Linked DNA regions of Sus scrofa: regions 1 and 3 are each linked to region 2. The links are chromatin contacts, called in public HiChIP or PLAC-seq maps. All regions are on one chromosome and are shown on one strand. The core of a region is the stretch at or near the end of the contact, and the rest is flanking DNA. Distances in the headings are between cores, read along the strand shown.

The links. HiChIP or PLAC-seq counts read pairs in DNA pulled down with a chosen protein or histone mark.
Region 1: an H3K27ac HiChIP or PLAC-seq map of skeletal muscle shows a contact between it and region 2. The contact joins two enhancer-like sites. A contact is called at or near these places in 2 of 2 datasets of contacts at active chromatin or transcription factors (alveolar macrophages and skeletal muscle).
Region 3: a contact with region 2 is called in an H3K27ac HiChIP or PLAC-seq map of skeletal muscle. The contact joins two enhancer-like sites. A contact is called at or near these places in 1 of 47 Hi-C or Micro-C datasets (embryonic fibroblasts) and 2 of 2 datasets of contacts at active chromatin or transcription factors (alveolar macrophages and skeletal muscle).

The regions. Positions count from the first base shown.
Region 1 is chr14:56,608,779-56,611,478 of Sscrofa11.1, forward strand. It overlaps LOC106506002 (a long non-coding RNA gene), which reads right to left. Exons shown (of 3, transcript XR_002338684.1): 2 at 2,188-2,700; 3 at 1-699. Among named protein-coding and RNA genes, the nearest start is that of TARBP1, 59 kb to the right of the region's middle. Within about 2 kb of position 1,318, at least 37 of the 83 cell types and tissues checked have an H3K27ac peak or open chromatin away from gene starts, as enhancers often do. A contact at or near this core is called in skeletal muscle, where this site is marked.
Region 2 is chr14:56,389,149-56,391,848 of Sscrofa11.1, forward strand. No RefSeq gene overlaps it. Among named protein-coding and RNA genes, the nearest start is that of IRF2BP2, 160 kb to the right of the region's middle. Within about 2 kb of position 1,448, at least 16 of the 83 cell types and tissues checked have an H3K27ac peak or open chromatin away from gene starts, as enhancers often do. A contact at or near this core is called in skeletal muscle, where this site is marked.
Region 3 is chr14:56,153,982-56,156,681 of Sscrofa11.1, forward strand. No RefSeq gene overlaps it. Among named protein-coding and RNA genes, the nearest start is that of TOMM20, 42 kb to the left of the region's middle. Within about 2 kb of position 1,255, at least 54 of the 83 cell types and tissues checked have an H3K27ac peak or open chromatin away from gene starts, as enhancers often do. A contact at or near this core is called in skeletal muscle, where this site is marked.

The DNA.
Region 1 (2,700 bases), core at 68-2,567, 220 kb after region 2:
AAAAGAAAAGAAGTATCCCTAGAATGTCTGAAACATAATTCCGTGTCGCATATGGATTCACACCTGACTTTTCAGGAACACCTCTGATGTGTAAAACACATGTGACTATAGTTAGGAGGCGAGTTCGAAAGGTATTGCAGACATCAGCTCCACATTATTTTACTATTTGCAACCCCTTAAGTCAAATATTTGCGAAGTGTTTCAATGCTAATTAGACCAGGCTGATGGTTTATCCCCCTAATGACTCCACGCAGTGGAGAAACCCCGCAGCCTCCCAGCTGAGTTTGCCTTGGCAAAACGGCAGGCGAGGCACCGTTGGATTATACTGCATTTTTAGTGACAGGTTTCTTAAAACAACTCTCCAACCGGCTGCATCACTGATTCCTTTATTTATACAGTTGTCTTAATGCAGATAACAACTATTTTCAGAATAGTTATGAACTCTCAAATTTCTTATGGTGAGATTCCATCTATAAAATCTCATTTTGCAAACTTCCATCTTTCTTCTCAAATCACCCCTGACACTCATGCTTGCCATTTGATCTACCGGGGTCACCAACCTCGAGGTGACAAGGATGCCTTCTTCATCTTTTCAGAACGTTGGGAGGCAGGACTAAAAAGGGGACGGCATAGAGTTTCGGAGGATTGAGCACCCAGGCAATGGAGGTCGGGCGGAGGGAAACTGGTGGCAGGAATGGCCTGGAATAGAGAGAGAGGCACCATGCTTCCCTCGCCCTGGATTCCCAGGCAACTCAAGCCTGGGAAAGGACAGGAGGAAAGGAAGGAGGGAGAGGAAGGAAGGAAGGAAGGAAGGAAGGAAGGGCGGGAGGGAGGGAGGGAAGAAGAGAGGGAGGGGAAGCAAGGAAGAGAAATTACAACAATGGGCAGGGTGGGGATGGGGCGGGGTTGGAACTGGGGATTTGTGCCTGAAGAATCACTGCAAGGGCTACCAGCTGAAGCCCCGCCAGGGCCTCTGACAAAGACACACAGCATCCTCTTGCCTCTTCAAGCCTTTCAGAATGTCTCTGCACTTTTCCAGCAGTAGCAGCTTCCCACTCTTGCATAGCTTCTCATTTGCCAACTCCCAACCCTACCTACCCGTCTCCCTCTACAGTTCTCTCCTTCAAGGTCAAATCCCAGGGCACCTCAGCTTTTCCGTGCCTTTCCCGCGTGGTGAGAGCCACCGCCTGCACAGAACCCCCTGGGGTGGGGAGTGCAGGGGTAGGGATGTGAGCAGCGGGGCAGAGGAAATCTGCTGGGGCCTTGACTTTCTCACACATGTTTCAGATGTGCAGGGGTGTGATTGTAAACAGCGTCTTGGCCGCTGCCAGAGCCGGCCTCTCCACCCCGAGTCCTGTTCCCATCACCCTAGGGGTTCCAGTAATAGGGCGTAAAGCAAACAAAGAAAAACAGTAATCTGGTGTTCCAATTGCATTTTTTGTTTTTAGAAAATGTTAATGATAGGTTATTTGATTACCCTAGGTTTGGCTCTGCCTGCTCTGTATTAAACACATCTGGTATTTAGTAACGATATAAGTAGCAGGAGTTTTTTGGCACTTGAAAATAAGCTCATCCAATGTTGCCATGCAGTTTGGAAACTCGTCAGAGAGGCCAGCCAAACTTGTGGAGATACAAGACTTTTTCTGTAGGCTGGGCAGCCGGCCAGGACAGCTAAAAAATGTGAATTGGCTAAGAACTGCTGCCACGCAAACACTTCTGGAAATTTCTATGCTTGGGCCTGCCAGATCCATTATGCACAACATGAATTACAAGAGTTTCTATCTCTCCAAGCAGTTGCTTTTTGAGTTTAATTCTCCGATGCACTTTATGAAACATACGCACACAACCAAAATGAGAAAAACACCCCCCAAATCCACTACCATTAAAAAAAAAAAGTCTTTCCATTTGGGTTGCCAAGCTCACAACTTTTCCTGAATTAGGAAAAAGAGTCTCAGACTTCAGTTTGAATTACATGAAATTGAACATGTGGGAGGCAACCGAACTTCCTGGAAATTCTAGAAAGGAAGGTCTCCCATCATGGAGACAGCCTTGTATCTAGGTAAGGAAAGTGATACACAATGCAACAAAAGAGCTTGGAAGGGGAAAAACATATGCATCCTAAAACCGGCAGGTCCAGTGAGGGGGCTTTGGGCCTCAATGGGATTTGAAGCAGGCTGGGAAGCAAACCTGTAAGCAGAATGGGCCCCTTCTGTGTGGCGGTAGCAGCTCTGCGAGGAGGGGTCCGGTTCCTCCTTGAGGTTCCTCCTCCGGGTCGCGGAGGCCTGTCAATCACAAGGGCAGGATTTGAGCGGAGGGTGGGCCCAGGAGGGCAGGCCACAGCGGGCGCTGGGGAAGCGGGGGCGGCTGGTGGTGGAATAGGCAGGAGAGAAGCAGCCAACCCCTTGCAGTCAGATCCTGGGTCTGCCCGGGCTTCCCTCCCTTCCAGGGCTTAGAAAGCTTTGCATCATTTCTTTTCTGATTCCAAATCGAGACTTGCCTCTTTCTTGTGATTCAGATGTACTAGATTACTCAGACTCTGCCCAGGATTGTTTTTAAGGGCCTGGAGCTCCACTCCTATTCTCCAGAAACACTGGAATGACATTATTCATAGGACTCAGATAATAGCTACTATGAGATAATAAGATTAGCACATTATGAGACAGAAAGTATAGCTAAATCCTTCCCATTCCCACTGGCCTG
Region 2 (2,700 bases), core at 198-2,697:
ACAGCCACAGCAATGCCAGATCTGAGCTGCATCTTCGACCTACACCACAGCTCACAACAACGCTGGATCCTTAACCCACTGAGCGAGGCCAAAGATCAAACCCGAAACCTCATGGTTCCTAGTCGGATTCGTTTCCACTGCGCCATGATAGAAACTCCAAGAAAGAGGTTTTCTTAAGCCTTTGCCATAGCAATTTCTTTTCTGTCAATGTAAATCTCATATATGACCATGGCTCCCTTTTTCCATTGGCTGCCAGGAAGCTCAGAGTGTAGACTAAAATTTACTGTTCAATGCTAGCAACTATGTCATTGCATTGAGACTAAACGTGACTTTTCCCTCTTACTTCTTTCTTCCCTTGCTCTGGATTTTCTTTATTTCTATATATTTATCATGCTATTGTTTCTCTCTGTGCATCTTTATATGAACCTTGAGTTACTTCAATTCTGTCAAACTTGGAACTTTTGGGGGGGTTAAAGTTTCTCAATATGGATACATTTGAAAGACAGTGGGCTGGATCCTGGAGAAATAAAACTGTGGTCAGTACTGCAATTTCTAGAATTTATTGTGAAACTGAATTTTTGTGACCCTTTGCTATAAGTATTTTACAAGTTTTCATAACTATATATGTATCGCTTTATGGGAAAGCTATTTTCCAAAATTGTTACAAAGGTCATTCTTTGATTAACCAGGAGTAAAGGTAGATGGACGAACCTGGCTGCACTGTCCATTTTGCATGAAAATTTGAAGATCAGTTTTTCCAGTTCATGGACAAATGAACCTAAACATCAAAAACAGAAACTCTAATGTTATTACTCATTTTTTGCAATAGACCAATATATACGTTCCATGTGTTTTCCCTCCCCCTCCCCCCCAAATACATGAACATAACTGAAATGTAATTCATGCAATTATAGGTACTAATCCATGACATCCGTTTGGTACTGAAATATATATTGTATTTTTAATTTTTCTGTTGGGTCTGAAAAAGACTCTCTGCTCTTCTTTTCTAGCTGTTACTCTTGTAGCATTTAGGATTATTATGAAGAATAACATTGTCACAGAGGAGTCGGGGTGGTGACATGTCCTCTCTGGGACTCAGTCTGGGAGGCCTGCTGCTGGGCAGCACTAGGGGCTGAAAAAGGAGCTGCTCATCTGAGTGCTAGTGCCTTTTCTTCTTTTTTTTGGCCCCTGAGCGGCCTCGGTGACACCGCCAGCTTTTTAACCCCGTGAGCCATCAGGGAGCTCCAATTTCTGGCGTCTAGGTGCTCTGTCCTTGTAATGTCCTACATCCTGCTTTCTCAAGGATAAGGCAGGTCTCTGCCCACATTTCCTCAGGCTGGAGCTTTTCAATTTCATCTGCACCGGCCTTTGTTATTGAGGTTAGTCTGCTCATGAGTCCCCCCGGGGCCTGGCCAGGACAGGCTCTGTGCAAGCTGCTTTCTATGCGGTCATCTCCCGGCCAAGGAGCTCCAGGCAGCTGCCCCAGCCCCCACCTCAGCCCAGCCCCTTCTTACTGTGTGGTCCCAAAGCAGGTCACCTCACCTGTCGGTACCTCTGTCAGTAAAACCCAGATAATAATACCTCCCAAATAAAGAAAGGGTTTTCTTTAAGCCCTTTGCGCTCCTTCAATGAGCGCACCCCGGAAGTGTCCAGCGTGGCCTTGGGATGGGGCGCTGCGGGGCCCTGTGATTAGGAAACATGAGCCACTGCTCATTCGGCTTTGTCTGGAATGAATGGGAGCTGCCACAAAGCGCTGGGAACTCTCGGTGACACCGAAACCCCGCCGTAAGCTGGGATTGCCTTACAGTCTCACACAGCACACCAGAAAAGAGCAGCGGGGTTGCCTAACCCAGTCCTAATGAACAACTCTCCTTTGAGTTCTTTGGCCGGGTACAAGGCGTGTAAGTAAGACGTGACCCAGTTACAGGTGGAAGGAGCTGAACCCACACAACCAGCCCCCTGAGCTGGGGGAAGGGCATCGTTCTTTGCAAAAGGCGGCTGCTCCCAGCAGTCAGGCTGGACCAGGCAGGGCTGGGCCTTTCTCTGTGCAGAGGCGGGAGAAGCCCATAGCTCCCATACATGGAATTCCTACCAGGTGTCAAGGACTATGCTGGGGGTGACTTTATGCTAAACCCTCCAGACGGCTGTATTCCACACTCTTAATAGTCTAAAGACAAAACAAACCAAAAACCACCACTAAACTTTATACATGCTTCCTCATGATGACAGCCTACCCATTTGGGCCCACAAACCTAAGCCTGAAATTTTGGCCTGAGGCCTACTCACTGATCCTGAGGCTTTAAGACCACACAGCTTGGGGCTGCAAGCTGCAAAGGGGAGGCCTACTTTTCTCATTCTGATCCAGACCTCCAGAAACGGCCAGCAGCTAGACGCACTTTCCCTCCACATGTGGCCTTGGTTCTGGGTGAAAGTCAAGCCCAACTTTCACCCAGAACTCTCTGATCCCATTTTTTTTTTTTAATTTTTAGGGCCACATCCACAGGATATGGAAATCCCAGGCTAGAGGTCAAATCAGAGCTGCAGCTGCTGGCCTAGACCACAGCCACAGCAACTCAGGATACGAGCTGTACCTGCAACTTACACCACAACTCACGGCAATGCCAGATCCTTAACCCACTGAGCGAGGGCAGGGATTGAACCCACATCCTCATGGATACTAGTTGGGTTTGTTACCACTGA
Region 3 (2,700 bases), core at 5-2,504, 240 kb before region 2:
TCCTGGCTGCGTGCAAAAAGATTAGTGGCCCCCTCTGCCCTCTTTCCTGCCTTCATGCTGCCAATCCTTGCATCCTATTTTCGTATCTTTATCATTCTGTGTGTTGTGGGGGCCTCTAGGGTTCGGGGCAAATTATGGGAGGAGAAAGGGCAGTGAAAAACTTCTAAGGAAATGGGGACCTAAGAGAGAAAGCAGAAGTGCCTGCATTCCTTCTGGCCGCATGACTTGTGTTCCAGAAGAAAGAAGAAACCAGTGCTGCGTGCAAGGAGGCTGCGTGGAGAGGGGTCACTGGAGGTGGGGGCGGGGGGGGGGAAGGGAGGAATGTGCAGAGCGCAGGAAACGGGCTCCCGGGTGGCGGAATCTTGGCATCAGTTTGCGTGGCTTAAAGGCTTTCTGTTCTTGGCTTCCCAGCTGCCGCTGCGTCAAATCCCCCTGTACCGGGTCAAGGGTGGGAGGGGGCGTGGTCCTGGACGACACTCGCTTCATCCGCTGCTTTTGGCCTCTGGTTTTCAGCTCTGGCTGCCTCTTTCTCTGCTTGGGAGATGTGAATGCAGGGCAGACTAGAACATCAGGAGCTGGAGAGCTGAAAGCACAGCCGCCCGCCTCCCTTACACCCCGACCTCAGATTCCCCAGGCTGCCCACCACTGCCGCAGCTCCTTCTTCCAAAGGCAGGAGAAAAACGGCACCTCTTGGGAGGAATGCCCTGTGAGAAAAGCATTTTCCTGGGAGCTCCCATTGTGGCTCAGTGGGTTAAGAACCGGTTAGTATCCATGAGGATGCAGGTTCAATCCTTGGCCTCCATCAGTGGGTTAAAGATCTGGCATTGCTGTGAGCTGTGGTGTAGGTCACAGATGTGGCTCCAATCCTGAGTTGTTGTAGCTGTGGCATAGGCCGGCCGCCAAAGCTCTGATTCAACCCCTAGCCCAGAAACTTCCATGTGCTGCAGGTGCGGTCCGAAAAAAGAAAAAAAGAAAAAGAAAATAAAAAGGAAAGCATTTTCCCCTAACAATGGCCAGGAAATACTGTCTTAACTGATATTCTCTAGGATGAGGATGTGTGCTGCCCTCTTGGCAGAGCCATTTGAAGGTTTATTCAACCACTCAAACGCCCAGGAGACACAGTTCCCAACCTCCCAGAGGCCCACACAACACACACACACACACACACACACACACACACACACCACACACGCACGGGGTTGGCCAACCCTGACTTTGAATGGGGACTGGGCCAGCTCGCCCAGCCCGCCTGCAGGCAGGAGGTCACTCTGCTGACTCAGGCCCAGGCTGGGGCAGGTGCCTGCCTTCAACCCTTGAGTTACATCAGGCTTTTCATCTTCAAAGGGCCTTCCCCGGATTAACCCATTAGTCACCCCCAGGAAAGCCACGGAGCAGGTTATTCTCATCCTCATTAAGGCCGTGGTGGGGTGGGGGGAGGCGTGAGGCCCCGCCCCAGGCCAGGGAGAGCTTGGCGTTGGGTGCAGGGGGGCAGCGTCCCTGGGCGACGTCTCTGCTCGGTCAGGAGGCTGGAGCTCCTGACCAGGCAGCAGCAGGCAGAGCCATGGAGGGGCGAGGGGAGGAGGTTGGAGAGTCTCGGAGATGCAGGCACTTTGACACAGGCTCACCCACTGCGGCTCCACCATCTGCTCCAAGCAGTTCAGAACCCGATGATGTTGATGGGACTCCAACAACCCTACCTTCCAAGCCATCCAGGGATTCGAGAAAGGCGCCTTGGAACACTTCCTGCGTCTGCAGGAGGAGTTCCAATGAATAAAAATGATAAAGTACTGGTCACTAAAGCACCTTGCAGATCAAAAGTGTGATGTGGATGCTGAGAAGGGCGAGGCCCCACATCCCTCCAGGTCATGCTGTGCCGTGGGTTTGTCTTCCTGCTGGGGGAACGATGCAGAAGGTTAGAGAGTTTTAGGAGGTAAGTCTGTGCCCTGGTGACAGAATGAGGAGCAGAAGCACCTTCTGGAAGCCAGACAGCAGAGCAATCCTCTCAGTCAACCTTGTCTGCAGCTGCTTCTTATAAATTTGGCATAAATATGTGCTTGGGAACGCCAGGGCGGCGTATCTGGAAAATATTTTCTACCATTCGAAAACACACACACACACACACACACACACACACACACACACACACGCCTGGAAAGGAAAAAAAACCATAACAGAAATTGTGCATAATACAGAGTGGCTTCACTTGTGGTTTTTTTCCATTACTTCCTCAGTTCATTTTTCTGCTGCCAATTTTAGAAGGCCATAAGTCACAGTTGTTGTTAAACTTTGTCAGTTAAAATGTAACTCTAAGAACAAGTCATGAGACGTTGGAGCCAAGTGGCTTTTTGGAGAGCAGGGCTGGTGGGAGGCAGCCTGTCTCCGCTTCTCAGGTCTTCTGTGCTGTGTGTTAACAGTCGTGCCCATAAGGCAGTCCTGGCCCCCTCGGGCCCAAGTTCTGTCACCGCTCCCAAGGGCCACCTATCAGAGGAAATGAGGCTTTTCAGCGTTGGCTCTGTGTGACTCAGGGACACAATGCCCCCACACCAGTGCACCGCTTTTCTTTCTCTTAGAAGGGACTGGAGTCACTTTTCTCATACACGTCCACCCAGCAGAACCAGAAATCAGGAGGCAGGGAGTTCCTGTTGTGGCTCAGTGGTAATGAACCCGACTAGGATCCATGAGAATGTGGGTTTGATCCCT